3 separate regions of the Mus musculus genome follow, and regions 2 and 3 are each linked to region 1. Evidence: chromatin contacts called from public Hi-C data. All regions are on one chromosome and are shown on one strand. The core of a region is the stretch at or near the end of the contact, and the rest is flanking DNA. Distances in the headings are between cores, read along the strand shown.

The links. Hi-C and Micro-C count contacts between places; a contact is called where the count stands out from the background.
Region 2: a Hi-C map of the N1E-115 cell line shows a contact between it and region 1, with 2.3 times the contacts expected there. A contact is called at or near these places in 1 of 39 promoter capture datasets (hippocampal neurons), 4 of 484 Hi-C or Micro-C datasets (the N1E-115 cell line, Th1 cells, muscle stem cells and 1 more) and 1 of 130 datasets of targeted methods (CD8 T cells).
Region 3: a contact with region 1 is called in a Hi-C map of Th1 cells, with 2.8 times the contacts expected there. A contact is called at or near these places in 1 of 39 promoter capture datasets (3T3-L1-derived adipocytes), 10 of 484 Hi-C or Micro-C datasets (CD4 T cells, CD8 T cells, Th1 cells and 5 more), 4 of 130 datasets of targeted methods (the 230-238 cell line, CD8 T cells, effector CD8 T cells and 1 more) and 3 of 9 other capture datasets (adipose tissue, liver and pancreatic islet).

What each region holds. Positions count from the first base shown.
Region 1 is chr19:23,139,949-23,142,536 of GRCm38.p6, forward strand. Klf9 (Kruppel-like factor 9) reads left to right here and starts at 1,278. Exons shown (of 2, transcript NM_010638.5): 1 at 1,278-2,311. The coding sequence starts at 1,807.
Region 2 is chr19:23,373,822-23,376,409 of GRCm38.p6, forward strand. It overlaps Mamdc2 (MAM domain containing 2), which reads right to left. Exons shown (of 14, transcript NM_174857.3): 5 at 97-234. Among named protein-coding and RNA genes, the nearest start is that of Mamdc2, 73 kb to the right of the region's middle.
Region 3 is chr19:23,322,624-23,325,211 of GRCm38.p6, forward strand. The region is part of intron 11 of Mamdc2 (MAM domain containing 2); the gene reads right to left. Among named protein-coding and RNA genes, the nearest start is that of Gm41821, 24 kb to the left of the region's middle.

The DNA of each region.
Region 1 (2,588 bases), core at 28-2,527:
ACCAAGTAAAGCCACAAGATTCAGTTGTTAAGGCTCTCTGGATGATTCCAGTTCTCAGGACTATTTAACACAGTTAATATTTCACAGGGGTGGCTCCTCTAAAGCAGAGTCAGGAATCGGGAACCCTGTGCTTTTTTTTTTTTTTTTTTTTTTTTTTTTTGAGTTCTGCGGTCGTCTACCTGATAAGGTAGACCAGTCTTGTTCTCTACAATTGTGAAGCAAGAGGAAGGAAAGGCTTGCCCAGCAGGAACAGGGAGGAGTCCCTACAAAGAAAAGGATTTTTTCAAGTTATGCAAATGCAATGTCTTATTGGTCTCAGTTTATGGGTTAAGATAGCTTCAAGACAGAGCGAATTTAGAGTCAAAGGCGCCCAAGGAAGTAGGAGGTTTAGCAAAATGCCAAGATGGCGGTGCTTTTGTGTAAGAACCATTTAATACGGAACCGGATCTTTTGTTAGCTGTGAAAAATTTTAGATGAATTTCTCTTGGTTAATGTGTGGGGTGAAAGAACTTTTAAACATCTAAGTGCTGCATTCCAAACAAGAACGAATTGATGCTGTCTCATCCGAGTCTGTCCTTGGACAACGTGGCCTGCCATATCGAGGGTTTAAAATTTGACTCACACTTAGTTTATTAAGCACCCCGTCCTTCCATCTATATTTTAGAGTTAGCACCAGCAACACAAATATGAAAAGATCTGTCCGATTCACTTCTGCTCCGCAGGTTTACAAGTGTCGGGCGCTTCCTTTTGGAACGCCCTTCTGATTGGCTGAGCCAATGCCAGTGACATCAACCAACTTACTTTTGATTGGAAGCCTGGTTGCTGGGACTGTAGCGTTTGCAGGAAGTCACTTAACTGTTTGAGGGCTGGGAACCCGAAGTTGAAGTTCTGTTTCGTCCCTAGGGATGGGCGTAACTGCCTAGGGGAGAAGCGTTCCCAAGCCACGCCAGCTGGCACGTGGGCCGGGAGGCGTAGGCGCGCGCGCGGTCTGGGCGGCATCTGCGGGGATGCGCAGCCGCTGGTTGCCGGGCTCCGAGCAGTTTCCCTTTTAAATGTCAGCGTTCGGGGCTGGAGGGGCAGCACGCGGCGGCGGAACGGAACGGTCGGATTGGCCGCGCGCCGTAGTTCTAGACGCACCTCTCCACCGAAGGGCCCTTCTGACTGGCAGGGGGAGAAAGTAAACAGAGTTGAATCACCCTCCCCACTGGCCAATTGGAGGGGGCCTGGATTGTGACGTGATGGGATTCTGCGAAATTGTTACTGAGCTGGAGAATGCCGGAGAGGCGCGGCGCGGCAGGACCAGGGGCTCAGCGGCCGTCGGCGGACGCGGGAAGAAGTGTCTCGTAGGCGCGGAGCCCCACTCAGCCCCGGCCCCCCTCGTCCGCGTACTCGGCTGATGCCCCGGGGCGTCAGCTCGGCGGAGAGGCGGTCGAGGACGTGCGCCTGGCTCGCAGTTGGCTTTCTCTGGGACTCCGACACGTTTGCAGTCGAATAAACTTGCGACCGCCACGTGTGGCATCTCTCCGAGGAGGGCGCGCCCATCGTGGGATCGCGCGGGGCGCCGGGCAGGGCGGCGGCGACAGCGGCGGAGCCGGCCGCGGCTGCTGCGTGCGGAGGCGCTGCCGGTTACGTAAAGATGAGGGGCTGAGGTCGCCTCGGCGCTCCCGCGAGTCGCAAGCTCCCGCGCCCCCGCCCCCTCGGCCGCGCCGCACCGCGCTCGTCGTCCGAGGCCAGGGCAGGGCTAGCCGAAGCTCCGCAGCCACCTTCAAGTTTGGCCGCACCGCCCGGGCTGCCGTCGCCCGCACCATGTCCGCGGCCGCCTACATGGACTTCGTGGCTGCCCAGTGTCTGGTTTCCATCTCCAACCGCGCCGCCGTGCCGGAGCACGGGGGCGCTCCGGAAGCCGAGCGGCTGCGACTACCTGAGCGCGAGGTGACCAAGGAACACGGTGACCCGGGGGACACCTGGAAGGATTATTGCACGCTGGTCACTATCGCCAAGAGCTTGTTGGACCTCAACAAATACCGACCCATCCAGACCCCCTCGGTGTGCAGCGACAGTCTGGAGAGTCCCGATGAGGATATAGGATCCGACAGCGACGTGACCACCGAATCTGGGTCGAGTCCTTCCCACAGCCCGGAGGAGAGACAGGATTCTGGCAGCGCGCCCAGCCCACTCTCCCTCCTCCACTCTGGAGTGGCTTCGAAGGGGAAACACGCCTCCGAAAAGAGGCACAAGTGCCCCTACAGTGGCTGTGGGAAAGTCTATGGAAAATCCTCCCATCTTAAAGCCCATTACAGAGTGCATACAGGTTAGCGGCGTCGCCTCTCCCCCGCTTCGGGCTTTAGCTAACCTTTGGCCGGCCAGCATTCCTGGGCGCCCAGGACACCGCACTCGGCCTAGAGGCTGCAAACATTTTGGAGAAGATGCTGCTTAACTCCTGCACTCTCTCCTTACTTGGCTCCAACCTTTAGGAGCCACCCGAACCCACCCCCACCCCCCCAACCGCCGCTCTGAGCAAGTGGCTTGCGTGGCTCGGCCTGGAGCCGGCCCGCCCCTCCCTTACCCGCCCCGCCCCCGGGACTCCG
Region 2 (2,588 bases), core at 35-2,534, 230 kb after region 1:
GTGTCCCCACCCCTTATTCTGTCGACCAAAGCCAGGCAGTGGGAGTTGAAGGCAACGTTCACCCTGGAAAGAAGACTGCATTTGTGGTCGGCTCACCGTGCTCACTCCTGAAGGTGTGATCCTGTGGGAGGATGGAGTGGGTGTTCTTCGCAGTTCCTCCTCCCACGAACCAGTTCACATTGGGATTCCAGCGGTTCACAAAGCCACAGAGATGGTTTTCTTCAAAGTCACATTCTGGAGGAAGAGACGTAAACAGACATTTCATGGAGCTGCAGTTACACCGGGGGGGGGGGGGGACACCCATACTGACTGCATACTCTGACCTTAGTCATTCTAAGGGCTCTTTTTCTCAACCATCGACCAGAAATTCAGAACAATATCGGGCAAGGAGAGAGATCCAGTAATGAGTCGATGTTCTGATTCATCATTGCCTCTCTGAGCCCTTTCTCCTATTAGCCATGTGGCTTGTTGTTCTCCTATTAGCCATGTACAGCTCTCAGTATGTCCATGCTTGATATTAGCTGATGAGTTTTTGTCAGCCTACTAAATTAATCAATTGGTCAAAGTTTTGGTCCCGGGGCTACATCCAAGGTCTTGTATGTGTTCATCATGCACTTTACCAGTGACCTGTGTTCACAGCTCTAATGTGTCTATTTTACTGTACTATTTTAGAGTTATTCCTCAGCTCTAGACATTTTCTCCACCACCCTTTCTGTTCCCTGATGGCCCAGCCCTCCATCTCTCTGTGGCGAACAAGACTTCCAGAACTCAGAGGCACGTTTCCAAGATGCTGAAACCCCCCCCCCCCACTTGTCTGATGAGTAAGAGTCGAGTGAGAGTATGTGGGAGAGGAGCACACTGGGACCAGGGCCTTTCTGCAACTCCTGCCTAGAGATGAGGAAGACTGAAGTAAAATCTCTGTGCTTGGGAATGGTGTCGTGTTGCTTCTGTACATTGCTTCTCATCAACAAACTCTTTTAGCAGGGAATTTATAAACATAACTCAGCCGCTGACCCCATAATCCTGCAATTATCAAACAAAGGATGATTCCCGTCCTATTCTTCTCTACTGCTCCATCCCCCTTGTTGGGTTCCACCAAGGGAGGGGAAAGAGGTTGATATCAGGCTTAGAACCCATCTCCATCACTGCCAGACTACCATGGTGAGCTATGGCCCTTTATAGAAGGAACAGCCTAACCAGAAGTCTTGACCATACAACCACCCTTTCCACTTGCTAGTAATTCCTCTTCCTGTCCTGGCTAGGAAGCGAAGGGTCAAATATGGCCTTGACCATCCTTGGCTAGCCAGATGGCAGGTTATGAGTCATAGCTGGCTCTAATTCTGGTCACTGTGCCAGCACCTGTTGGCATTTTTACTTTGCAAGGCTTTGTGGTCTGGTTGATGTCAATGGGCTTTCTTCAAATTACAGAGGCGGATCCCCACCTCCACTCCCACACCCCACAGAGCCACCCCGTTCCCACCAGAATCCTAGCTGGGACAGTTGTCAGCGTGCACTGACAAATTTTAAAATTTCTTTTTTTTTTTTCAAATTACCACGGCAGTATCTGCCAACTGATGCTCAACATGTAGTGCCAAGGGCTGTCATGGAGTGGAATAAAAAGCAAAATCCTCCTTAGTGTGCCAGGCAGCAGCCTAAGCTTCTTCTATGAACTCACTTAATCCCCAGCATCGCTCCAGATAGACAGTGTTATGAATCCAATTGCACTGAAGGGGAACCAAGAGAAGAGGAGAACACAGAGCTAGGAAGGGTGACAGTGTGGCATCCTTTTTGTTGTAACCAAACCAGAAGCCACCGTATCATCTGGGGGCAAGAACTGAACGTTACTTCAGTGCCAGTACTTTGTCAACCACCCTTAACTCTACTTCTCAGCCATCACGGGAACCAGCTTCTGTCTTTCTTTCTTTCTTTCTTTCTTTCTTTCTTTCTCTCTCTCTCTCTCTCTCTCTCTCTCTCTCTCTCTCTCTCTCTCTCCCTCCCTCCCTCCCTCCCTCCCTCCCTCCCTCCCTCCCTCCCTCTCTCTCTCTCTCTCTCTTTCTTTCTTTCTTTCTTTCTTTCTTTTTTTACTGGCGATGAGGACAAGTGTGTGTGTGTGTGTGTGTGTGTGTGTGTATACATGCACGTGCCCACGTGCACATGCAGTCAGGGACTGATCCAGCGGAGCTCCCCAAATGTGTCTGACTGCTTCTGTGTGTGGAATGGCAGCACCCAGACTACTCAAAGGAGGAGACTGAATGGAAGTTCTCTGCATCTACATAAAGTACTTTTTTTTTTTTTTAGTCTCTTTTTCTTCGTTGCATTAGAGGTATCAGTGAAAGACCAAACATAGAAGCCAGAGCACAGGGCATTCATGTAGGCTCCTTGTTCAGGAGCAGCATTAACCCTTCACTGACTTCAGCTGAGTCTCCAGTCTAAATATTGTCAATGCTGAGGTGTCTCTCAGATCTACTGATTTTTTTTTTTCTTTTCTACTCTCTGATCCCAACCCCCCAGTTTAAGGTCCTCATTCTATAATCCCTACAAATCCGTGTTTCTTCTGGGATTTTCCTAGGTCCTATGTATCTGTATTT
Region 3 (2,588 bases), core at 63-2,562, 180 kb after region 1:
ATCTTCAGGTAGTTAAGAGCCACAAAACTCCTGATATGAGGTTGGGTTTACCAACCGCTGTTTGCATTTACAGTTCGAGACTTCAGGGGAAACAGATCTACAGATGGGATCCTCCACTGGAAAAGTTCCTTCTTCTGCCCTATAAAATCTCCTAGCCCCTTGCTTCTTTGTGCACAGTCCTCACTTCTGCCACCCTTTATTGTTTTGGTAGAGGCCACTCTCCTCTTTGATTTTCACACTGTCTTGATCAACCCTGACCTAACAGGGAGGCATCTTGGTCAGAGCATTCAGAGAACGGTCTAAGCTGCAAGGCATCGAGGAACCAACGGGTTCCAGAGGAAACGGAAGGTCCACAAAATGAGCTCAAGATGTCCCGAGTTACCTCCCTCTTTAGGCATCACTCAGAGACACCAACAAACTCACTGATGTGAGCAGAGAGTAACCAGTGTTCAAAGTCGGAGGGCCACATTTTATGAGGAAAAAGGGACAGAAAAGAGAACATATTACTTGGCACTCTTCATTTGGGGTTTTTGTCAACTTCTTAACTTGAAGAGACCAAGAGACAGGAAGTTAAACACAAAATAAGGTGTCATTTCCTGCCTTCTCACCAGCTAGAGGCAATGTTTAAATTTAGTACAGAGTAGAGAGAACAGTTCGTCAATAGACCCAGGAGGCCGCTGTTGGAAACCACTCTCCAGGTGAGTGAGGCAGAACCGGATGTGTACCCAGGAAGCAGAGACTCACCCCTAAGTCATACTGCCTCAGTTCTTATCCTCTGACAGGAAAACACCACCACAGAAGTGCTCTGTGAGATTTCATTGATGATAATTCAAGAAGTCAAATTTATCATAGATTTTTGAGGTGTGTGTGTGTGTGTAGACAAACCCCACTTGTGGGAGATGGGTAGCCCATACGTGGAGTTCCCACATAAGACATTATTGTTTAATGGTTTGAGTGTATAATAACAAGTTTGAGGGGTTAGGGTATAGTTTAATAATGCCACTCTTGCCTGCTATGTGCAGGGCTCTGGGTTCAACCTCCAGCACTACAAAACACACGCATATGTTTATATGAGTATATAAATACGTGGATCTATTCAAGAAAATGGATAAGCTAATGGCAAATTTCATCAATGAACTTGAGTCTATTAAAAAGCAAGCAGGTGGCGGGAAGGGTTTCAGAGAAGCAGAACAAGGACCACTGCAAAAGGAACAAAGACCACCGCAAAAGCAATAAGAACACCAGCAGAAACCATGATCAAAGCTAACTTTAATCAGCATCTGACAGCTAACCAGCACCTCCTAACCAGCAGCTAACCAGCAGCCTAAGAGTGCTTGTTCAGGGGAAGTGCTTGGTTCTTGCTAAGAGCAGTGATGTTTTTACTCAGCCTCTTCATCTTCACCTTTCCTACTAAGGCACATGTGGGGAGCAGGATGGGAGCAGACACTGAGTCAGAGCAGGTGGGCTACCTCCCAGACACTCCATTCCTGGGAAATCGGCATTATCTGATCCATTTGGCAGCAAATCGAAGAGCTCCATTCACAGGGCTCGTCTTTATTTAACCTGAGATGATGTATTGATTCTGACAGTCACACAGCAGCTTGACATATTTATAGTGTGGCTTTCCTGAGCTTTTCTTTTCATTTATTGGACACGTATTGACTGACTAGCTAGTGCAGCTGTCTATAAAACAGGTTTGCACGCCCCCCCCCACCCCCCGCGTTTCTTTTTGCCTCCCTTGTTTGAGTTCTGCCAGCTATAAACTGAAGGTTTTAAGCAAGGAAAGTGAAAAGAGAGACCTGATTCAGAGGCACCTTATCTTGTATCCAAGGCAGATACTGAAGGCCTTTGGTTTTCAGTATAGAGGGGTCTTCAGTCACTCCTAGTTTAAACCCCTGCAGAATTTCTCTGCACCTATGGGAATGAGGTAGGAATGGGGAGTCACTGTGAAACGGCACATATCTAAGCCAGTGAGGGTGGGAGTGTATGAAAAAGGATTTCTTCTTTTACTCTATTTAATGGTTGGGAGAGATAATTCAACACATTTATTAGATATTTTCATTAACTCAATCAGTTAGACATAGCAGTGGCCAAGTCAAGGATGCTTCTTTGTTGTGTGGACTGATAATACTATTCTTGTTGTATGACTCTGTCCTCCATTCCTGCTGTGGGGACTCATAGCTTCAAGTACACGCCCTCCATATAAGGTACTACATCCATTCCAGTAGTGACAAGTGCGACAGGCCCCGCAAACCTGGGCGCTGTCCCGAGGCGAAAAGTTCATGGAAACTTAGCCTCCTGGAATCGTGGCATCCTGTATAAAGAATGCTCCAATGTCCTTGCTTTAGTTGGCTAATGGATCTGTGTGCTCTTCCTTAATATTGCTTTATTACAAGTGCTCCTAAGGATTGATATTTTGACATATAGCTAAGTTAGATTCTAGGCAGTCCTTGATCCAACCTTGGGCATGGATAGCTAAGTCACTGCCCTACACTGAAATTTACCATTATCTAGGAAGAAGGAAGTTTGTGACCTAAAGAGGAACCAGAGTAGATACTTAGAACTATAGGTAGCTGAGTTACACCCAT